2 separate regions of the Columba livia genome follow, and region 1 is linked to region 2. Evidence: chromatin contacts called from public Hi-C data. All regions are on one chromosome and are shown on one strand. Each heading gives the region's core, a stretch centred on a gene start, on an enhancer-like site or on the middle of the called end of the contact. The rest is flanking DNA. Distances are from core to core; before and after follow the strand shown. Region 1 overlaps OPHN1 (oligophrenin 1). Region 2 holds the start of AR (androgen receptor).

Region 1 (2,700 bases), core at 157-2,656, 63 kb after region 2:
TGATGAGTCCCAGCCCAGCCTGCCCAGGCTTTGGTACAGACACCATGCGCTCGGGCTCTGCTCCCGACTTCATCTGCCCCGCTCTGCACCGAGACAGGAGCAACACACCCGGGGCAGAGCCCCCGCCGAGCTCCAAACCCCCAGCTGGCAGCTTTGGCTGCTGGGGGCCCAGCGGGGCTGTCGGGGGCACACGGGGGCCGTTGGGGGCACAGTGGGGGCACAGCGGGGCTGCCGGTGCTCAATGCTGGGGTCTCTGTCCTTTGCGGGGCCAGCACACGTTCTCTGCTCCAGAACACCAAGTGCGGTGTGTTCCCCCTGCCCGGATTCAGAGGAATTTGCTGTGACATAACAGCCCATGATGTAAAAGCAGCAGCTCACGCATTATTAAAACAGCAAAGGATTACCTGCAGCAGGGCAGTGTTTTGGAAACATCAACCTCATTCCTGTATCTTGACAAGAGTCCAATATTGTTTTCCCCATGGATGCTTATACAGGTACCACACAAAGCTGTTCTGATGAGATGCTTTGCAACATCTGAAACCCATAATAAACCCCACCGCAAACTACTCTGCCTAAGATGGGGGTGCAGCCTCTGCTCTGCTTCTGCCTTCCAAATGAAAACCCAAGTTAAGCAACCTGAAGGTACAAAGATATTGACAGACCCTCGTAGTTAGAAGGTTTGTACAGGGAAGACAGTGTTTCCAGAGTTATCAACTTATCTAATTTAACCATGGCACTGAAACATAAGCTGTGGAAACAGGAATTGTCCACAAAGACTTCATGAACAGTTACTTTGTCCTTGGAGTGTTCATAATGCACCGTATCAACTACATCCCGCTCTTCCTCCAGGCTCATTTAGAGTGTTTGCTCATGTGTGAGCTGAAGACACTCTCAACTCTGACGCTGCGCTTACAAGCTCAATCTAATAAATGTCACCAACTTAATCTTATATCTGAAGAAATTAAAAGCAAGCAAAGAGATGTCTGGCTTAATTAAAGCTGTACCTGCAGCTCTTGGAGGTGGCAGTGTAAATGGCGTGTTGACTCAGCGGCAGCGCGGGCTGCGCGCGAGGGGCGGACCGGCTGGGGTGTGCAGCGAGTTGAGAGAGCACCCGACACACAAACGAGTCACTGTTCTGCTGCGGGAACCTACGACAAGCATTCGCAGAGACCTACACAGAGCCTGGCTTGTGATTTCCATGAGCTTCTCGTGTGGATGCTCAAAAGCCTCTCCGAGCCCTTTCATCTCGTTTCTCTGGTGGGAACCCCCGCACCACAACCAAGTCCTGTGCACCCATCTGGTCCCCGGGGGGTTGCTCCCACCCCACAACTGCTTTGGCAAGAACTCCGCTCTCTCAGCTCCGGCCTCATTTCCCCTTCCCAAAAAGGGAGCATCACCTCTGCATGGGGGCTGCCCTGTCTGCTGGGAGCACTGCCCTATTGCCCCACAGCCAACAACGGCCTTTAAAGGATGCTTTCCAACTTCCCATCCCTTTAAAGGATGGCTTCCAACTTCCCATCCCTTTAAAGGATGGCTTCCAACTGTCTTTTCCCCTAAAACGTAAGAGGTTGCTTGTACACTCTGTAACATCAAGCATTATGACAAGCTGAAGGACCAAACTCGCTCCTCCAAAGCGAGTGCTGTTAACAGGAGAGTGATCTGGGCCCTGGAATGCTGATCCAAATGCAAATGCTGCTCAAGTTTTAAATATCGAAATACAACTCTATCATCCTCTGCCACCCTGAAAACTCTAAGCCACTGTATCAGACAGCACAAGGAGAAAAGCACTAATACAGAAGTCAGTGGAATATTCTGGTTTTTCCCCTGTAGAGTGTCTCATCATGGACTGTGCCCATTGAAACGAGTTATGCTCCGGCCTGGCTCCTGCCTTCAGCAAAGGAACATGTAAAGGCCTGCCTGTAATCTCCAGGCACAGAATAGGTTATTTTTTTCAATAAAGATTCCTCTTGTTTAAAAAGAAAAGCAAAAATCCCTAGAGTCAGAGCTTCTTTCAGAACTAGCTACAGGGAAGAGCGAGGAACACAGCTGCAATACTTTGTGTTTCCTTCCCAAGCATTTCTGAGCAGTGTATTATACAAACCCCGCGGGCCCCGCGGAGACTCGGGCAAAAAGACCCGAGCTCCCTCGTTGCTGCAGCAACAGCTGATGGAGCGATGGAGCCGCCGGAGCAGCCCCTACCTTCCCAAAGTGCTCGATGAGGATCTCGACCACGATGTTCTGGAACTTGATGTTCATCATCGCTGCCACGGTGTCCTCCTGGGCCCGCATGAGGGTCGGTCCAAATATCACCCCCATGTTAGACGGGGACATCAGGTTCTCCCGGCTGTGCTCGCACACGCTGCAGAGAGGAGGGAAAGAGGAACAGGGCTTGGTTTGGGCTTTTTCAAACAGATCTTACTTCAAGCAATAGAAAACGATAGTGTAAGGATCAGTCATTCTGTTTTCTTCATTCTGTTTCAGCAGAATTTGTTTCCCAGCTCTCCCAGAGATAACACGTCTCTGGCTATGGCACGCATGTTTGGGAGAGCAACACGCCGACAGCATTTTATGTGTCCCTTCCCACTCCAGCTCCTCTTCTCACTCTGCATGAAAAGTCATCTGCGCAACACACACACAAAAGGAACCATTTAAATGGGAATATCCTGTTTATCCAGAACCGACTTTTGGTTTTAGTTTCTC
Region 2 (2,700 bases), core at 179-2,678:
TTGCGAATCCTGGGTTTGTGCTTCTAGGTTTTTGCCATAGTTTCTGAAGCGCGGAGCAGCTTTGCAATTCAGCTGGGCCATCGTTACTGCTGCGTAGCTGGCGGGAGCAGCGGGTTCGTACACTCAGCTGTGCCCAGGAAAATATATATATATATATACACACTAATGGTACTAATCTTTTAGAAAATCCAGTTAAGCCTTTTATACCAGCTTTTTGAAAAGCGATGCACACAACCTTATTCCCGCAGGAGACGCTTCTTTCACAAGTCTCCCCCATGTTCTTAAGGCTCTTCCCCGCGTGGGGACGTGAAGAGCAGTGTGTACCGTGGTGAGCCCTTGGCCGCACAGAGTCCTCCTTGTCTCTCCGGGTTTCTTTCCCCGGCCTGTCCGTGTCCCTGCCGCGGAGCTGCAGCTGCTCGGCTCCCCCGCACCGCACTGCGATGTGCCGGACGGAGCTCCAGGGAGCGGGCAGGATCGCTGAGACCTGCGAGTGTTTAAACAGGAACTCCACACCTATTTCACAGTATCTCCCTCCATTTTTACCCTTTGAGGGTTTAGCTGAGCTTCTTTATTATTTTAGGGGCTCTATTACTTGTCAGTACAGACCCGCCGGCTTCTCTGCGTCACAGGCAGCATGGAGGACACTGCCAAATTTTGCTTGGCTGGATTTAGTTTTATTATTTTTATCTTCCATGGCTTGTAAAAATGCTTTTAAAAGGCTGGACATGAGTCTTCACTTTCCCAACTGGCTCCACTTCTCCATTTGCAACAAATCATTACTTTTTTTCCCTTTGTCCAGAAAAGGGTTGAAATTAAGGGGCTTGTTTTAACCTATCTTAAATGAGTATTGTTCCGGTAATGGGTTCCGTTATTACGGGACCAGTAAGGGGAGCTCAAGTGTTGTTTACGGTAGGTCTAACACTAACGATGTCTGCTGGCTATTTGGTCTTTTTCAAGCTCACCTGCACCCAGAGCAGTGGTGCAGATGCACAAGATGCACCAACCTGCTGTTTCTCGCCGGTGGGGAGCGGGGATTGTTGCAAGATGCGGAGCAGAAGAAGGTGGGAGCAAACTCTCCCACTGGGAAAGGAGAGGGTGGCTGGTTCCCTCGGGTGCCAAGTGAAAGGTGCACAGGTGCTGGGGTCGCACAGGTGCCCTTGGCCAGGCCCAGCCGGGGGAAGCTGCTGAGCACCGACTACCTCAGTACACTGCGGAAAGAAGCGTTTTCGCCGCTGAATCCGGCTCGGCCGTGTGCCCTCCCGAGCTGCGGGCGAGGGGAAGGCGCCATCCCGGGAACCGGGGCCGCCGCAGCCCCGCTCCGCCCCGCTGGGCCCGGGCGCTCGCCCAGAGCCCGTGGGGGCGGGCGCTGTTCCCCGTCCCGTCCCGTCCCGCTCCGCCCGCGGGGGCCGGCGCGCCTGCGGCGCCGAGCCCAGAAATTGCAGCTCCGCGGCCGCGCAGCGCCTGGGCCGCCCCGCGGGGCTCCGCTGCCGCCGGAGGGGGAGCCGAGCCGCGGGCAGGGCGGGTGCCGCTTCCCTCCGCGGCGGGGACCGGATTAATCATTGCAGAGCCCTCGGCCGGCGGCGCGGGGCGGGCTCCCCCGCCGCACCTCCTTCCCCCGCAGCCTGCCTGCCGCGCTGTCCTCGCCGCCGCTCACACGGGGCGCACGCAGCTGCTCGCTCCGCCGGCTCCAACTTTTTCCGCCTGTTGCGCGCTCCGAGCATCGTGCCCGCCGCTCGCCGCCCGGCACGGCGCTCCGGCGGGGATGGGCGCCGCGGGGCAGCGCGGCTGGTAGCCCGCTGGGCGGGCGGGCGGGCGGGGGAAGCCTGCCGGTGCTCTCCGCTCCCGCCGTTGCCGCTGTGGCTGCCCCGCGCTCGGTAGGCATGGAGGTGCAGCTGGGGGTCGGCCGCGTCTACCCGCGGGCGGCGGGCAGGACCTTCCGCGGGGCTTTTCAGACCTTCTTCCAGAGCGTCTGCGAGGCGTTCCAGGCGCCGCGGGAGGAGCCGGGCACCAGCCAGCAGCAGCCGCCGGCGTGCGCGCCCTGCCCGCCGAGCCCCCGGCCGCCGCCGGGCTCGCCCGCCTGCCTGCCGCCCCAGGAGCCCCGCGGCGCCGGGAAGGGGATGCCGGTCGCCGGCCCCGCCATGGGCTCGCCCTTCCCCGGCTCCGGCGAGCTGAGGGAGCTGCTGTGCGAGGCGGGCGCGCTGCCGCTGCTGCCGCCGCCCGAGGCCGAAGCGGAGCCCAAAGAGGACCCGCTGGGCGACAGCGCCAAGCAGCTCTGCAGAGCCGTGTCCGCCTCCATGGGCCTGGCCCTGGAGGCGCTGGAGGCGCCGGGGGAGCCGCTGCCCCGCGAGGACTGCATGTTCGCGCTGCCCGCCGCGCCGCCCCGCGCCCCGCGCCCGCCCGCCGACCCGCCGGAGCCGCTGCCCGCCCCGGCCGCCTTCGCGGGCGCCGAGGCCGTGCTGGCCGTCGACGCGCCCGCCGGGCCGGGGCTCTACCGCGGCTCCCCGGGGCCCGCGGCGCGGCCGCCCGCCGGCTTCAGCCTGGCGCCGCCGCCCGCCCGCATCAAGCTGGAGAGCCCGCCGGGGCCGGCGGCGGGCGGCGGCTGGGCCGTTCCGTGCCGCTACGGCGCCGAGATGGCCCCGCCGGGCCCCGCGTCCTCCTGGCCCGCCTTCTTCGCCGAGGAGGAGCAGCTGTACGGGCCCT

The links. Hi-C and Micro-C count contacts between places; a contact is called where the count stands out from the background.
Region 1: a contact with region 2 is called in a Hi-C map of crop, with 1.6 times the contacts expected there. The contact joins the enhancer-like site here to the promoter of AR in region 2. A contact is called at or near these places in 2 of 2 Hi-C or Micro-C datasets (crop and liver).

The regions. Positions count from the first base shown.
Region 1 is chr12:509,030-511,729 of bColLiv1.pat.W.v2, forward strand. It overlaps OPHN1 (oligophrenin 1), which reads right to left. Exons shown (of 24, transcript XM_065077311.1): 19 at 2,200-2,359. Among named protein-coding and RNA genes, the nearest start is that of YIPF6, 41 kb to the right of the region's middle. Within about 2 kb of position 1,407, at least 1 of the 3 cell types and tissues checked has an H3K27ac peak away from gene starts, as active enhancers do.
Region 2 is chr12:446,186-448,885 of bColLiv1.pat.W.v2, forward strand. AR (androgen receptor) reads left to right here and starts at 1,429. Exons shown (of 10, transcript XR_010475586.1): 1 at 1,429-2,700.